2 separate regions of the Rattus norvegicus genome follow, and region 2 is linked to region 1. A link is a contact called in public Hi-C data. All regions are on one chromosome and are shown on one strand. The core of a region is the stretch at or near the end of the contact, and the rest is flanking DNA. Distances in the headings are between cores, read along the strand shown.

Region 1 (4,195 bases), core at 707-3,206:
TCATACCATGTTCCCAATCATGTCGTTCATCATCCCAAACATGTCCATGAAGCCGCCGGACTGAGGAAAGGAGAGGGTCAGGAAGATGGGTCAGCGGTTGTGGGCCTGTCACTCACCTGAGGACAGACCCGCTTTCCTTCTTAAATGTAGCCAGAACACTCATGCTCCTCCCCATAAGCTGCTGGCCACCTTCTCGGGTCTGTGGCTGTTCTGATGCTTCTCCTACCTGTGCATTTCCCTATCTTTAAGGAAGTGACCCAAAAGCAGTGAGTTAGCTCCTCTGAACATGCTAAATGTTGACGGTTTGCCTTTAATCCAACACTGGGAGGCAGAGGCAAGCACAGATGACTTGTGGCCAGCCTGGTCTACAGAGTGAGTTCCAGGAGACCCAGGGCTGTTATAAAGAAACCTTGTCTCAAAAAACCAAAATCCAAGACATCGACCAAAAAACCCTCTGAATATCTAGAGTTGTAAAAGTGTCCCAAAGTCTCCCTCCTCAAAAGAACTGCTATACAATCTTACTTTCCCCAGTGGATAAGAACTTCCAGCTATCAGGAGTATTTGAGCACTTTATTTATATTTTTCTATGAATGAGTGTTCTGTCTGCATGTATGTGTTCCCTCCATTCATGCAATGCACGGTAGGGAACAGAAGATGGCATCAGATGCCTGGAGACTACAGACAGACAGTTGTGAGCTGTCATGTGGGTGCTGGGAACCAAACCCTGGTTGTCTGGAAGAACAGCCAGGTGCTCTTAACCCTGGAGCCATTTCTCTAGCCCTAGCTCCATGATTTATATTCAATGGGCTCTAAACTATGTCAACTATCCAGAGAAGATTTTGAGACCACCCCTAGACTAACATTGTCACCAAAGTGGCACATCTGAAAATAACATCTAAGGTCTGTGTGTATCTGTGTGTCAGAGAAAGAGAGAGACAGAGACACAAAGAGCCAGAAGAGAGAGACAGACAGAGACACAGGAGAGAGAGAGAGAGAGAGAGAGAGCGAGCTCGAGGGGAACAGAGAAGACAAGAACTCACCATTCCCAACATCCCAAAGGGAGAGACAGCCCCAGCCTACAAGATAAGGAACAGAAGTTAGAACTACATCCTACGACCTTACTATACCAAACGTGGCCAGTGCCTCCATCCCCCAACCCCATCCTTCTCTCCTCGGGAGTCAAAGCCCCCTTTCCCAGATTCTCTATCCCCACTCCTCTGCCTCCCACACAGATCATGTCCTTTTAAAGCTGGTTGTAGGACCAGAATGGCAGCATACTTAACTAGTCACCCTGGGTCTCGGTATGTTCCAACTGTTACCTGCATCCTGCGGCTGGCAGGCCTGGTTGCTGGCATGTTACCATCTGTGATGCTTAGGAAGGGGCTATATCCAAAGCCACCTGACAACATGCGGCTCATATGCTGACGGTGAATTGCAAAGGGGTCCCTGTGGAGTGAGCATACAATACAGACGGCAGATTAAACCCCAGCCTTCTTCACCTCCCCCCAAATAAGTCAGGGTGCGCAGTGGCAGGAGACCAACTCCCGTCTGAGAGCTGCAGCTAAATTCTATCCGGTTCCAGACACGGGAACCCAGAGGTCTGTCTGAACTGCTCAGACCTGAATTAGAGTGGGATGAGTGCACGAGGGGGGAGGGAATTCTCACATCAGGAACATGGGATCCTCAGGCTCCACGTCCCTCATGAAGCGGAACATCCTGATCTCAGCTCCAGGGGGCTCCACACTGTGAAGATACGGAGGCTGAGTTTCATGCAGGCTTATGCACACCAGCTCAGTGTAGCTACTCTTAAAGCTGTCTCTTGCACACACTATCAATGACCCATCCAAACTCCAGAGAGACCCTTCGGCAGGTGGACCACATAACCTTCTAGTTTTGAGAGCGAGTAGCTCTCCAAGCCGGTCACGGAATTTTCCCCAAGCTTCTTAGTGTTGCCCCTCCACCCCCGCCCGCCATCCTCTTCCCCGAGCCACGGTCAGCTCCTCCTCCGACGCCAGTCTCGATGAGAATCTCGAACGGCGGCCCGCCACCCCATTAATGACCCCAACTACTCCGCCTTCTGCTGGCACGGGCCGCTACCAGGCCTCTCCGGGCGGGCCTCACTGCCCACCGAGCCGGTCCGCCGCTGCCCCAACCCGTGCCTCCCGCCGGGCGAGCCGGAGAGGGAGGTCCACTCCCGGGCTCGCATCCCTGCAACCGTGCGGGCCGCGCCGCCCTGGCCTCACCGGTCCCCGACTCGGGCTCAGCGGCCCATCCGGCCGGCCTCTCCTCGGGGCGCTGCAGGAGCAGGGTCTCGGCCCGGGACGCAGGGATTGGTCCGCGCGGGAGCTTCTCGCCTCCCGCACCGCCTCCTGCCTTCAGCTGCCACCTCCGTACCCCCGCCCTCGGCCCGAGGAGCCGAACCTCGGTCAGGCCCGAGCGGAAGTGACGTCATGACGGACAGTCTTGGGGGCGGGCCACGGGAGCTCCACCCACCTGCATGGGAGGGGGCGGCGGGCTCGCGGCGGAGCCCCGGAGGGCGGGTCCTCTGGGGCCGGTGGGAGGTCTCGTTAAGCTGGCACGGGGATCTGGGGACAGGAAGAGGCTCCTGCAAAGGTGGGGGAGGGCGGAGCGGAATCGGGAGGGACTGGTTGAGCGCGACGGGGGCAGGGTGTGCCGCACCTTCTTTGCGGGAGGGGGGAGGCGGTCTGTCTGGGGGCGACCGGTGGGGCGGATCCCTGCGGGGACCTTTAAACTCAGTGCAGGAGGGGCGCTTAACCAGGGGAGCGCGGGGGCCTGTCCCTCTGGAGAGACGCTCCGGCGGGCGGGGTCCTCCGAGTGACGCAGAGGAGGAGGTGACAATTTAGCTCAGGTCTAGTTCAGCCTTGGAAAAGGCCAACCAGGGAAGGGATGTTGGGAGTTTGGCCGCCAGAGAGCGCTCCTGGGCCAGGCTGGATCTTTACTGCCTTAGGACACCGGGTTGGCTTAGGCTTCTGGACCACTCCAAGACCTGTCTGTGAAGGGTTGGCCTGGGCAAAAGCGTTAGTTCTGATGTTTGCTTTTTGTTGTCGGCTTTTTAGTTTTGGCTTTAGTGCTCAGGATCCAACTGAGGGCTTCGGGTTTGCCAAGCACATGTCCTACCACTAAGTTACATTCCAGTCCCATTTCTCTAGCTCTTACGTCTTTAAAACTTTCTTTGCTTAGTCTAAGCAGGTAGGTAGGTCAAGGGACTAAAGTTTAGAAGGATAAAGAGGTGGAGAGTTAAATTAAGCAGAATCACTCAGGGGCGGAGCTAAAAAGTAAACCCATGAGGCCTGACTCCAAAGCCAGAGACTGGTATTTTGACATACTAATTGTCTTGCACAAAATCTGGCTGAGCCAGAGAGAAGAGCCCTCCCCTTTGGGTCAGAGGATATGAACTGAATTGGGTAGACTTTGACCCACAGAGATCCAAACTCAAAACTGTCCCAAGTTCTTTACTCTGGCTGTAAGCCACATTGGTACCGTGTGGAACCTGATCTAAAAAGAAAGGTTTATTCTTCACAACTCCCTGAGGGAAAAGAGTCTGTGGTTACTCGGGAAAAGATTGGGAGCAGAGGTTCTCAGTTTCTATTTGATCATTGCTAGAGGGGAAAAAATAGTGCTAACAGGAGAAACAGTGATATAGCTAAGGTAAACTGACATTGACAAAGTGAAACCAAAAAGAAAAAAAAAAAGAAAAAAGAAAGAAAATTTGTTTTTCATTGATGTTTGATATATAAACCTTTTTAAAATTTCTCTTGATATCCCACCGGACAATCGTCCTTTCACCTTGCTCTAAAGAAAAGCAGTTTTGACATTCCATCAAGAGTACTTCAGGGGGCTGGGGATTTAGCTCAGTGGTAGAGCGCTTGCCTAGGAAGCGCAAGGCCCTGGGTTCGGTCCCCAGCTCCGAAAAAAAGAACCAAAAAAAAAAAAAAAAAAAAAAAAGAGTACTTCAGGGCTGTAGAGCCAGCTCAGTGGCAAAACGTGTCTGCTGGTTGGTGGGGGCAGGCTTTTAATCGAGGCACCGGGAGGCAGAGACAGGATGATCTCTGTGAATTGGAAGCTGACCTGGGCTACATAGCTTGTCTAAAAGAAGAACAAAAGCATAAAAATTAAAAAAAAAAAATAAAAAACAAAAAAACCCAAAACCCTTGCTGCTATTTCAGAGAAACCC
Region 2 (4,111 bases), core at 34-2,533, 160 kb before region 1:
GGTGCCCAAGAGACACATGGCTTCCACCTCCCCCCGCACCCCCCAGCACCCAAGAGCTCCGCAGAAGAGAACCACTCCCTTCAGATGCCCTCCACCCTGGGCTCTGCACACAGACAGGCAGCGCACGCAGCCTCACTGGAGTCTCGAGGAAAGATCAAACACCTCCTTCCTGCCCTGGGCCCGCTGGGAAGATGTTACCTGGATGGGGTGGGGGCAGGCTGTTGTTCAGAAGTGCATCCATATCCTCCTCCTCACTGCCCGCTGAGCAGGGGGACGGGGAGCCCAGGCCCGACGCCATCCCCTTCCGTTCCCCGGCCAGGGAATTGGCCCAGCTGCTCCTGCCTGCGGCCTGGGGCCCTCTACACTGGCCCGAGTCACTGTGCGGGGGAGGGGGGGAGAACAGTGAGTGACGCGCAGTCCCCCTCCCCCACCCGCTCTTTCCGCCCCCCTGCCCCACCACCCTAGCCGAGCACCCGAACCACTCAGGCTGAACTTAGTTCCACACTCCTCGGGGACAGCCCGTGAGCCGGCTCCCCAGCAGGAGCCCCCAAGACGAGGGAGCGACGCCCCCGAGGGCAGGCTGGTGCATGGGGAGGGGACAAGCTAGCCTGGACCGAGCCAGGAGTGCCTGGGGCTGGGGGTTCGAGTGGAGAGGCGCCGGGAGGGTCAGGGGAGGCGGCCGGTGCTCGGGGACACAAGGTCACTTGGGAGTGGGGGGGGCGCTTCTCTGCGCCCGGGGAGGGGCCAGTCCCCAGACAGGGCAGCTCTCCAAAGGCTGTCCTCTGGGACAACTCAGGTTCTCTTCCGGAACGGCGGGGACCAGGGGGCGTGGAGGCTCGGGCGCTCCGGGGTCCCAAAGAGTCGGGACGCCAGAGAAAAGCGAGCACCCACGGGAAAGGGGCCGGGCCACGTGTCCCGGGGGGCTAGCGAGCAAAGGGCGAGGGGCGAGGGGCGGGCGCCCGCCCGGCATTGTGGGAGGCCGAGGCCAGGAAGGGGTAGCGAGGAGCAGGACTCCCTCAAGGCAGGGCGCCGTCTGGGGGGGGGGGGGTAACCCGGCCGCCTCAGGGGAAGAAGGATCGACTCCCTGGAGAGGGGACGGCCCGCGGGCCCCGGGACGCCTGAGGAAGGGACAGGTGAAGGGATGACCCCCGGGACGATGTCGGACTGAGAGAGATGTCTCTCCCGTTGCCTCGCGCGCTCCTCACCCTAGAGCCGCCTCAGGTCGCGCTGGGTCTCGCCGGTGTCACTCCCGCTCCGGCTCCTCCTCGCCGCGGCCGAAGGGGGGAAAATGGCTCCGGCTCCGGCGTCGCCTCTTAAAGGGCCCGAAACACCGGCCGGGAAATCCCACCGCACAGGCCCCGCCCCCCACGGACAGCCCATAATAACCTCAACCAACTCCAACCCCCCCTCCACTACCGCCACCCTCCTCTCTAGGTCTCCCGGGCAACCCCCGCCCCCTCGTCGCTCAGGCAACCATTGGCCACGCCCCCGTCGAGCGCGCGCGCGCGTCACCTGGGCAACCGCCCACCTCCTGGCCATCCCATAATACACACGGACACCCCACATACACACACCCCGCCCCCCACACTCTATGCATATATGTGCCCGGGGCTACGGACATATAGTGCAGATCTTTTACAAACTAAACCTGCTCCCCCCTCCCTTTGATATCCCATAATAACCACTCTTTGCCAACTTCTTCACTCTTGTCCTTACTGCTAACATCCCATAATAACTCATTACCTCTCCCTCCCCTTGGCCATCCCATAATAAGCACCCCTCCCAGCACTTCAGCCTCATATCCCATAATATTCAACCCATCCCCCACCGACATCCCATAATAACCACCCCCAGTTTGATATCCCATGATTGTCAGAAACTCACCCACCCCATACTACAACGGACACTCGGCCTCCTCCCACACATATCCCGTAATAATCAGTCTCCCACTTTCTATACTGATATCCCATAATATCCAACCCCCTAGAGCTGCCCTCAGTCCCTGCACTAGGGTTTAGATTCTAGATGCTCACTTCACCACCCACAGCCTTCCCAGTCTCTTTCTAGCTCTATGGTCCATAAATTACCATTCCTCCCAGCAAAGAGATACTCACTAATGATCAGCAGCTCTACAGTCACCCCACATACGGACATCTAAATCTCCTCCACTAACACTGGGAAAATGTCCTATCATTTACTTCATCTACTCTGGCATCCCATAATTTCAAAAAGCCCATGATACCATAATACTCCCAACACAAACCATTGCCACATCCCATAATACTTCTGCTACACTCCACCACCTCGCACAGGTCTGGCCAGACATCCCATAATATTCACAACCTCCCCCATCTCTAGAAGTTGTCAGTCTCTTCCAACAACCAAGAGCAGAGAGGGTGTGGCAAACCACTAACTGCCCTGTCCCCATTAGTGCGCACCTTATTCCCTTTCTGGGCAATAGGAGTATTCTGTCCTCGAGACATTCAGTGCCCCTGGACTCCCTAGTGATCATTTCCAGACTCTCAGGAACCAAGAGCCAACCTAGAGCCCCATCAAATCTCACCGAATCCAGATATGTTGTGGATGCTTACCTGCAGCTTTAAAATTTTGTGTAAAACCAAGCAAATAATATGCTGACTAGATGAGACACTTGTGTGAACTTTAACTCAGCCAGACGTCCCATACCAACTACAGACTCCCATCCCCAAACTATTTCTCAGCATTCCAGTGATACTCTACACTCGCTGCCTTCTTCAAGTCCAGGCAGCCTCCGTGGATGGGTATCCCATCACCACCCTGAACTGAGAATCCTCTACAATGCCTTGCTCTCTCTACCCACCACTGCTTGTGTTCACTAAACATACCTTTGACAGAGTACCTAACAAGGTAAAGAGCTAGCATGACTGAGTCTACGAAGAAGAAAACACAGGTGCCTTCCTTCGAAAAACAGTCACAGCTGGGAACCGTATCTTATGCCTGTAACATCAGCACTCAGAAGGCAAGCAAGATGATCAAGGGTTCAAGGCCATACTCTGCTACTTAGGGAATTCAAGGTCAGTCTGGGCTACAGTAAAAACAAGTCTCAGATAAATAAAATTTGTTGATTTATTACCAGCACCATGCTGTAACCAACTGGGCTAATGGGGCACCTATGAATAAATATTTTTAAAAGAAACATTAAAGAGTCAAAGAGACCATGATACAGGTTAAAGAAATACCAGTGAGTTCTTACTCTCTTCCTTCTCTGTCCCTTCTCTCCCCATTTCCCCTCTACCCCTCTCTCCACGTGTTGTGTTCACAGCCGGCCTCTACCCACCCCTCCCTCCTTCTCTCTCTCTCTCTCTCTCTCTCTCTCTCTCTCTCTCTCTCTCTCTTTTCTATCCTTTTTTTTCGGAGCTGGGGACCGAACCCAGGGCCTTGCGCTTGCTAGGCAAGCGCTCTACCACTGAGCTAAATCCCCAACCTCTCTCTCTCTTTCTCTCTCTCTCTCTCTCTCTCTCTCTCTCTCTCTCTCTCTGCCTTTCTCTTGTCTCTACTCCTTCCTCAACTCCCCTCCCCATGCCCTAATTAAGCTCTATTCCATACTAAAAATGAAAGAAAGAAAGAAGGAAGGAAGACAGACAGACAGACAGGCCACTGACCACTCTTTCCCAGTGTCCTGTCATAGAGAACTGAACAAACCAGAACTGTTCTTCTCAGGAGAGATCACATCTGCCACAGAGGCTGGGATAGGTGGACCATCCAGACCAGTGCTTCTCACCCTTCCTACTGTTGATCCTTTAATACAGTTCCTCATGTTGTGGGGACCCCCAACCATAAAGTTATTTTCGTTGTTACTTCATAACTGTCATCTTGCTATTGTTATGAATCGTAAACAACTATGTTTTTCCGATGGTCAAAGGGCTCATGACCCACAGGTTGAGAACTGCTGATTTAGAGGATTTTACAAGAGAAGGCTGGTCAAGATAATTTCCTGAAGGGCCTGATTATGCATGCCTTCAAATCATCTCCTAGCTGCTCCCTACAGTAGGCTAGGGGATTCTGACTGGTAAGCAGCAATCAGCCAGTCAATGTTCTTAATGCTTAAAATCCACATTATCATGTGTTTTCT

Evidence for each region. Hi-C and Micro-C count contacts between places; a contact is called where the count stands out from the background.
Region 2: a Hi-C map of mammary epithelial cells shows a contact between it and region 1, with 2.2 times the contacts expected there. The contact joins the promoter of Chd4 here to the promoter of Mlf2 in region 1. A contact is called at or near these places in 2 of 12 Hi-C or Micro-C datasets (kidney and mammary epithelial cells) and 1 of 1 datasets of contacts at active chromatin or transcription factors (oligodendrocytes).

Annotation. Positions count from the first base shown.
Region 1 is chr4:159,424,160-159,428,354 of GRCr8, reverse strand. It overlaps Mlf2 (myeloid leukemia factor 2), which reads right to left and starts at 1,956. Exons shown (of 8, transcript NM_001107889.1): 1 at 1,666-1,956; 2 at 1,320-1,446; 3 at 1,041-1,076; 4 at 7-60. The coding sequence starts at 1,715.
Region 2 is chr4:159,581,990-159,586,100 of GRCr8, reverse strand. It overlaps Chd4 (chromodomain helicase DNA binding protein 4), which reads right to left and starts at 1,283. Exons shown (of 40, transcript NM_001427174.1): 1 at 1,206-1,283; 2 at 199-377. The coding sequence starts at 298.